Linked DNA regions of Sus scrofa: region 1 is linked to region 2. Evidence: chromatin contacts called from public HiChIP or PLAC-seq data. All regions are on one chromosome and are shown on one strand. The core of a region is the stretch at or near the end of the contact, and the rest is flanking DNA. Distances in the headings are between cores, read along the strand shown.

Region 1 (4,522 bases), core at 1,560-4,059, 69 kb before region 2:
GTAACCCCCTTTTTCTTTAGAAAATAAAACTTCTGGGAGTTCTCTGATGGCCTCTCAGGTTGAGGTGCCTGCATTCTCACTGCTGTGGCTCTGGTTGCTGCTGTGTGGCATAGGTTCAATTCCTGGCCCAGAAATGCCCACATACTGCCTGTGTGGCAAAAACAAAAACCAAAAAACCCGGATAGAACCTGAAATAAATGTTGCAACTCTGATTAAAGAAAAAAACAACACAAACTTCTTTAATCAGTAAGTGGTTCGAGGCAGTACATCCTGAGGCCAGGCTGGCATCTGCTTTTACCTCCACCTCATCCTGGTGTGGCAGGCAGAATGCCTGGCTGCCCCGCTGGCAGTGCCCCCTTCCCGGCTCTCCTCCCCTACCCGCTCTCTGTCTCTTGGTGGGTATTAACTGAGTGCCTATGAGGGGCTGGGCTCCGTCCAGAGAACGTGAACACAAGATGGGTGGAATGGAGTTCCCGCTGTGGCGCAGTGGGCTCAGCGGTGTCTCTGGAGAGCTGGGATGCAGGTTCGATCCCTGGCCCAGCAAGTGGGTTAAGGAAATGGCACTGCCACAGCTGTGGCTTAGGTTGCAACTGTGACTCAGAGCTGATCCCTGGCCCGGGAACTCCACATGCAGTGGGGATTTTTTTCAGAAAAAAAAAAAAAAAGGATGGGACTCAGGCCCCGACCTCAAGGCCCCTTTTTTGACAGCAGGATGGGCAGTTACCCCCCATGATACACTCAGAGAACCACCTCAGTGGGGCTGGTGGGGGCTTCCAGTGGGCGTCTTGATGTCAGACTGGCACCTCGAGAAGTGGCAGGAGTCCGGCAGGGGTATGTTCGGGATGCCTCCCTCCCTAAATATTGTTTGACCTTCGATCCTTTTCATGTTATACGTTTTCGCACCCATGTATCAGCCATGCTGTGGTTTCAGGGACAGTTTCCCAGTCAGTGTCCCCTATCCTAGCAAGAGGTCCAAGCACGCGGCTGTGGCCACCGGCCACCAGCGAGACAAATCCCCTCATGTTCCACAGACAGCCGCGTCTCCCCGGGGCCATCACTGAGCCCATCCACTTGGCCCCTTCCCCAGATGGCGTCCCCCTGCTGTCCAGCCTGTCACAGGGAGAGGTGGCATCATCTCCCCATCGTCGCGGAGGCCACAAAGCCGGGTGTAGCCTGCCTCGCTCCCCTCCCCGCCGCCAGGTCCCCATGTTCTGTTGTTCTCTTCCTCTCACTTGCTCGCTCCCTCGCGGTGGCCACCACCGCTGCCCAGAACCTCGACCCCCCTTTTCCTGGGGACAGAAAAGCCTCCTAACCGGCTCCTCTGTCTTGGGTGGGCCCGCATCCCCTGCAGATACGTCCTCCACATTGTCATCAGGGAGATAGTTCAAGGCACACAAAGGTCCTGTGGCTCCCCTGCGAAAACCTCTTCAGTCATTCTCCAGAGCCTTCCAGAACCATGCCCGCCCGCAGGCTGAGCCGGTGTGCATCTGTGTCCCTGTCCTTCCCAAGCTCGGAGCCGACAATGGTGCTGGGCTGCTTCCAACAGGGTGAGTGGCACCGACGAGCTCGCCTGACTGTTTACAAGAGCCTAGGGTGTGAAGAAAATGCCCAAGAATTTAAAAAATTTTTTTTTTTTTTTGGTCTTTTTAGGGTGAAACCCACGGCACATGGAGATTCCCAGGCTAGGGGTCAGACAGAGGTGTAGCCACTGGCCCACGCCAGAGCCACAGCCACAGCCACGCAGGATCTGAGCCACATCCGCGACCTACACCACAGCTCACGGCAATGCCGGATCCTTAACCCACTGAGCGAGGCCAGGGATCGAACCCGCAACCTCATGGTTCCCAGTCAGATTCGTTTCTGCCGCGCCACGACAGGAACTCCAGAAAGAATATTTAAAATCAAAGTGGAGGTTGCAGGGGAGGAGGGTAAAGCTCCAGGAGTTTGCAGGAGATGAAGGAGGGGCTGAAGGGCTAGTGGATGCCAAGCCCAGGACGTGCTGGCCTGAGCAGGGTCACGGCTGGCCGCCTGCCAGGGCACGAGGCCTGGGGCGTGAGGCTGCCCGGCTGGAAAAGCCCACCAGGAGGCTGCCTCCAGCCTGGCAGGAGGAGATGCTCACACAGACGGCCTTTCAGTTAAAAACATGGAAACCTCAAGCTTTCTTGCCTTGACCTCTTGAAAAGCAGAGCCACTGCAGGTCACCAAAGGCTGAGCAAGGCTGAGGGACACCCAGGGGGCAGAGAGCCACTGCTTGCAAAGGAAGATGAGGCTTTCCCATCAAATGTGAGGAAATAATGAGAACACGGGCTCGTAAAAGGGAAATAACTGTCACCCCAGAATCCTACCCCCAACCCATCACCTGAGCGCGAGGGCGAAAGGCCTTCCTGGACGACTCTAAGGGGGCGCCCTGGGCAGTCGGGCAAGCTGGGCTCTTGGGTAAAGAAGGACCTGTCACTGTCCTCAGGAAAGGCACTGAATCCAGAGGAAGGGAGTGGTGCAGGGAGCAGATAAACAGGCAGACGTGCAGGTCAAGCTAAGTAAGCCTTTGCTGTGAGCTCAGCACTAATGAAGATGCCGAACTGGAGGGGGCTTGGGGGGAGAGTTGCGGGGGGGGGGGCGGCGCTAAAGCAACTCTGAACTAAAATCCTGGAGAAGGAGGACAGGAGGGATGGAGTGTGGTCCAAGGTCCTGGTCTGGTCTGGAAGGAGGGGAAGGAAACGGAGAACTTGAGGCTCCAGAGATTGCACAGGACTGACGGCAACGGAGCCGGTGAGGCTGCGATGGCCCCGGTCCCCCGAGAAGCAGAAGTGGGGGAGGGGGAAGTCTGCTTCATTTAATGGGAGGGAAGAAAGCGGAACCAAAGGAGCAAAGCGGAAACGTGGGGACGAGAAAAACACCAACTGATGTGAACCTCTGGAAACAGGCGTTCTGGGGGAGTCCCCATCATGGCTCAATGGAAATGAACCCGACGAGGATCCGTGAGGATTCAGGTTTGATCCCTGGCCTTGCTCAGTGGGTGAAGGATCTGGTGTTGCCATGAGCTGTGGTGTAGGTTGCAGATGTGGCTCGGATCTGGTGTGGCTTTGGTGTAGCTACAGCTCTCATTCAACCCCTAGCCTGGGAACTTCCATATGCCCTGGGTTCGGCCCTAAAAAGCAAAAAAAAGGCATTCTCAGATTGACTGGACAAATGCGGCTCTAAGGCTATTTGCAGGTGACACATCTAGATCCTAATGACAAGGAAAAGGTGGGAGAAGAGAACAAGACACACAAGGCAAATGTTAATCACGAGAAAGCTGACCCATGGCGCTGCTGGGGAAAGAACACGTAAGACAACTTCTTCTTTGTTAAGGATTCGATCACCGAGAAGATCCAAGTTAATACACTGGTGTGAGACGGCGAGAGATTTGTGAGGATATAATGACACACCTGCAAATAGTCAATGATCTTAATATACTTTTCCCCAAAACATATAGATCCGCAGACAATATGAAAAAACCCCTAGATTTGAGCCCAGTTAATAAGCTTCTGTGCTCAACTACTCTCAGCAATTAGAGGGTGAATACACTTTATTTTAAAGTGCACTTGGGGGTTCCTGTCATGGCTCAGTGGTTAACGAATCTGACTAGGAACCATGAGGTTGTGGGTTCGATCCCTGGCCTCGCTCAGTGGGTTAAGGATCCGGCATTGCCATGAGCTGTGGTGTAGATCGTAAATGTGGCTCGGATCCCACGTTGGTGTGGCTGTGGTGTAGGCTGGTGGCTACAGCTCCGATTAGACCCCTAGCCTGGGAACCTCCATATGCCGCAGGAAGTGGCCCTAGAACAAGACAAAAAATAAAGTGCACTTGGAACAGGTACCAGGCCTTATAAGGACATTCAATAAATACCTAAGAATTAATTCCAGACTGAAACTATCTTCTCTGACTACAATACAAATAGAAACCAAAGAAAAGCGGGTTCTGGCTAAGAACTCAACATAGGGTCCGTGAGGATAGGGGTTCGAACCCTGGCCTCGCTCAGTGGGTTAAGTATCCAGCATTGCTGCAAGCTGCAGTGTAGGGCACAGATGCGGCTCGGATCCAGAGTGCCTGTGGCGTAGGCCAGCAGCTGCAGCTCCGATTCCACTCTTAGCTGGGGAATGTCCATGTGCCACAGATGCAGCCATAAAAAGGAAGAAAGATAAGAAATCAAAGGAGCACCTAATCACAGGAGGTCCTGTCTGCTTTTTATGCCAAGTGCTTTACAAACATCATGAGGATTTCATGAGTTGCTGTTTATAAAGCACTTAGCAAATCTTAATGCTACTAGGTAAGTTCCATCTTCAGAAGTGGACATGAGGCCTCATGAGGCAAAGTACCTGCCAGGGTCACACAGTGGAGCCAGGTTTGAACCCGGGCGCCGGGGCTGGAGCCCAAATCTTCAGCCCTGTGCATACGGCCACTAAAACAGTCATTAGAATATAATCCATAGCTGAGCTCCCTGCTAAGTGCTTCTGAACATGAGTTCCATAATTTAAGTTTC
Region 2 (4,478 bases), core at 1,892-4,391:
CTGCAAGTTTGCTAAGGCTTCCCATGCTTAATTCCCAAAGTTGGAAATCTAGCAGTGTTTTATTACTGCAATCATGTAATTATTATTCACTAGTGAAGTAATATCCCCAAATATAGTCTCTCTTGAATGTCCCCCCACCCTGCACTCCCCTGGGAATTTATAATTGCCTTTTCTCTTCGTGGTCTAGCTTTTCCAGGACAGACCTGAAACCATGGGTGCCCTTTTTCCCGGGGACCGTTCGCCGAGGCCGTCTCTCTCTGGCTCTGGTGTGAACTCTTGGCTTGCCAAGTCTAAACCACAGCTGCCGCCCAGGCTTTATTTCCTTCCTGATTTGGATCAGCTACCTCTTGGCACGCATGCCTTCCTCCTTCTTGTTTTATTACCTTAGTTTGCGGGAACATATCCTTGGAAAATTTCCTACGAAAGGGTGTGTGAAAAGCTCTGCTTGCTGTGTTTTCCCCCTTGTTTTGGTTTTTCATTTCACACTTGATGGACACTTGGGCGGGGTTAAGAGTGACAGGCTGACCACACCTTGCTCTCAGTGCGAGGAAGACAATTTTGCCTTGTCTCTTAGCCCCTGGACTAACTGGAGAATTCACATAAGTACATCCTTGTAGGTATAATCTCAGTCCCAACTAAAACTGTCCCCCACAAGACGTTTGCAGGAGACAAAGGAAACAATTGTATCAGGACTAGCAAAGACGACTCCCGGGGATACATATCAAATTCTGTCATTTAAATGACCTGAATTAGGTTGAATTATGGTACATTGAGTAAAGAAATTCAAACTTATTTCTTCCCCAACAGGCAGTTCTCCACGAATTCATCTCAGGATGAGGCTAAATACTTTCCTACAAGTTTTTTCCTAATTTATTTTTAAATTTTTTGGTTGTTCGTCTTTTTATGCACCCGCAGCATATGGAGGTTCCCAGGCTAGGGGTCGAATCGGAGCTGCAGCTGCTGGCCCACACCATAGCCACAGCCACGTGGGATCAGAACCAAGTCTGAGAGCTACCCCACAGCTCATGGCAATGCAGGATCCTTAACCCACTGAGCAAGGCCAGGGATCGAACCCGCAACCTCATGGTCCTAGTTGAAGTCGTTTTCGCTGCGCCACGATGGGAACTCCCCTAATTTTTTTTTTTTTTTTTAAAGCAAACCTCTTATTTACAGCACTCATTACCATTGTGGTTCACCGTAGCATCGTAATTGCTTTTCACTATTTGTAAACTCAGTGTTTTGGGGAGGGGGCAGGGGGGGTCTTGCTTTAGGGCTGTGTCTCTGGCTTCTAGTCTGCAGAAGAGCTGGCGCTTTGAGATGGGGCTCACCCTGTAGGCTGAGGAAAATGAGAGCAAAGCCATTCAAGGCACGGAACCTCGGGAGCTCTCTGGAAGTCAGGAGGCACCGCCCCTGCGGAGCTTTTTAGGCTCTTGGCCTTCACACAGACGGTGGCTGTCAGAGCTCATGAGCTTTGGTGTCAGAAAACTTGGGTCTGACTCTGACGCTGCTCTGCTCGCTCTCAGCTCTGCAGCTCTGGGCAAATCATTTATATGCTCTGAACCCGGTTCTTCACCAGTAAAGTGGGGATAAGAATGTCTACCTCGCAGGAGAGTGACTTTGAAGAGCAAATCGTACCATTTATGTAAACAAATGGATATAACAGGATCTCAAGAAGTAGTTACTTCTATTTTTTTTTTTTTTCTCTTTTTACAGCCGTACTTGTGGCATATCAAAGTTCCCAGGCCAGGGGTGGAATTGGAGCTGCAGCTGCTGGCCTACACCACAGTCACGGCAATGCCAGATCTGAACCGCATCTGAAACCTACGCCGAGGCTTGTGGCAACGCTGGATCCTTAACCCACTGAGGGAGGCCAGGGATGGAACCCGCATCCTCACAGACAGTAAGTCGGGTTCTCAGCCAGCTGAGCCACAACAGGAACTCCACTTCTATTAGTTTCACTAATGAAAGCAATAAAATGTTGCTATGCAGAAATCCAACCTAAAGCATTAATTTTGATGAAAAAAAATCCAGACCTTATATATACTGTTTCACATAATATTAATGATGCAAACAATCTACAGTAAAGGAGAAATAATTAACAAGGTTTTAAATCTGAGGCTCCTGCTGCATGAAGTGTGTCTATCTTCTATTGGTGAAAATACTCGATTGTAAAACTGAAATAACGAACACGTTTCTGCATCTGAGGCTCCTTTGGGTCCAGAGCAAATGTCCTTCAAACTTCCTGCAGCTCTACCCCTGCCACCTCCGACTGACCTTGTCCACAGCTCAATCCATTAAAAAATCATTAGGCAGGAACCTCAAGCTACAAAGGCTTGCCTTTGATTTCTTTTGCATCCTTTTACTTACTGGTGGAAATTGTGAGTTAAATAGAAATGAGGTTTTAAGCCTAAGTTTTATGTTTACAATAAACTGTTGGGTAAACCAACATTAAATATACATGTGGTGTGATAACACAGGAAAGGGATTTTGGGGGGTGACTAAAGGATATCGACCTTATTATTTCAGTCCCATTAGACGCCCCGAGGCCTCCGCTCAGCAGGCTCCCTCTTTCCATCTTATGCCACGGCCTTCACTCACCATCCCCTCTGGGGAGGGCTTCTCCTAATTCTGTTTCCCATCCATTCTCTTGTAAGGATTCCCGTTTCCTTCTTCGGAGGGGGCCTGGATGACGGCTTTTCAGGAAGATGATAGCTCGATTGAGGGGTCAGGAATAAATTCATCACACAGACTCCAGAATTCCCAGGACAATTTGCTGCTCAACTAGCTGGAGGAGCCACAAACCTCAGCAGACCCACAGCAGTGGGGAAGAAAACAGGACTTCTTAAAAACTAGGTTCCTCTGCTGCTTATAAGCCATGGAGCCTCTATTTGTTTTGGTTTGTGGTCAATCAATGCCCTGGTCTGAGACATCTGACAACGGCAGAGGGGCAGAAACGAGACAGACAGGAACCTCAAAGCCACAAAAAGCCTTGTATTTGATTCCATTTTACCTACTAAAGGGACTCCGCTAATAGACTCTGAGAACAAAATTGCAATAAATTTAGCTCATTGCTAGGGAGATCAGGGGTGAGTCAGGGAGAAGGAAGAGGAAGCATGTCGAAAAAAAAAAATCTATTTTCCCAAATGTGCAAGACAAAAGAACACTGCAGAACTGGCAAGCTTGCTACTCTGCCCTATTTGCTATTTAGGTTCCAAGCACTGTAGCTGATGACAAGTTTTTAAACCATGAGGTTTTGTACTTAAAGGAACCCCAGTCTCCTGACCTTCTTACTGTCTCTCTAGGATGGAAGCCACAAAGGACAGTCCGTTTCAGAATCTGCATTTAGGGACACCTGCCAAGGCCTTCTGAGGACAGCTGTGACTGCCTTACTCTAATCTTTTATAAAATGAAGGTGAAAAAGTTTTCTTTCTTTCTTTTTTTTTTTTTTTTTTTTTTTTGCTTGGCTCTGCCTGTGGCATACAGAAGTTTCCAGGGCAGAGATGGAATCCACGCCACAGCAGTGACCTGAGCCATGGCAGTGACAACACTGGATCCTTAACCCACTGAGCCAGCGGGGAACTCCCAAATGTTTTCTAAATAGTACAAAACTCTAAAGAAAATTCTGTCACACGTTTTAAAAGCAGCTCACAAAAGCAGCGTATCACTGGCTCAGGAGATCAAAAGCACCTAACGAGAGTTCCCGTTGTGGCTCAGCATGTGAAGAACTCAATTAGTATCCATGAGGATGCAGCCTCGCTTAGTGGGTTAAGGATCTGGCATGGGGCTGTGAACTGTGGTGTAGGCCACAGATGCAGCTTGTATCCTGCATTGCTGTGGCTCTGCTGTAGCTTGGGAAGGTCCATATGTTGCAGGCGCGGCCCTAAAGAGAAAAAAAAAGAAAAGAAAAGAAAAAAGAAAAGGAGATAAAGCACCTAACTGGACTACATGATATGATGGTGAGCCAGGTGCTCAGAAGTGTGCTTCTATGAGTTAATGTCCTAACTCCTCAATCTGATATACATCAGTTTTGATTTATTGCCTCCTCTCTCCTGAAAAGGCTAAGTGACTTAGAACAGGAAGAATGAGTAATATCTCACAATGGATCTCGGTTGGTCAGGTGCTTAGATGTTTGTTTTTCACACCTTTCCTTTTACTCAAAGGTATACTTTCAGGTTTGAGCTCTGCTCTTCTGAACAGATGGCTATCAATTAACTAACAACGCTGAGCTGGTTTACCAAGAATTCATCGTCTAGTCACAAAACAGTGAATATGATTTAGCTTTCACTAGGAACAGTCAAAAACAGCGCTTAAATAAGACTCCAGCAGATGGGATGACTTTTAAGATGCAGAAACCAGGTTTCAAAGAGACCCTGGACTCAGCTATTAGAACGCCCTGGGTTTATAAAACATCAGAAATGCCTGGCAGAAATTGCACATAAGAGAGTAGCAGAATATGGCTTTGAAACTTCATATACATA

Evidence for each region. HiChIP or PLAC-seq counts read pairs in DNA pulled down with a chosen protein or histone mark.
Region 1: a contact with region 2 is called in an H3K27ac HiChIP or PLAC-seq map of alveolar macrophages. The contact joins two enhancer-like sites. A contact is called at or near these places in 1 of 47 Hi-C or Micro-C datasets (epiblast stem cells) and 1 of 2 datasets of contacts at active chromatin or transcription factors (alveolar macrophages).

What each region holds. Positions count from the first base shown.
Region 1 is chr12:42,467,903-42,472,424 of Sscrofa11.1, reverse strand. All of the region lies in intron 21 of MYO1D (unconventional myosin-Id), which reads right to left. It also overlaps a transcript of CDK5R1 not described here. Among named protein-coding and RNA genes, the nearest start is that of CDK5R1, 24 kb to the left of the region's middle. Within about 2 kb of position 2,809, at least 4 of the 83 cell types and tissues checked have an H3K27ac peak or open chromatin away from gene starts, as enhancers often do. A contact at or near this core is called in alveolar macrophages, where this site is marked.
Region 2 is chr12:42,398,879-42,403,356 of Sscrofa11.1, reverse strand. The region is part of intron 21 of MYO1D (unconventional myosin-Id); the gene reads right to left. Among named protein-coding and RNA genes, the nearest start is that of CDK5R1, 93 kb to the left of the region's middle. Within about 2 kb of position 3,141, at least 2 of the 83 cell types and tissues checked have an H3K27ac peak or open chromatin away from gene starts, as enhancers often do. A contact at or near this core is called in alveolar macrophages, where this site is marked.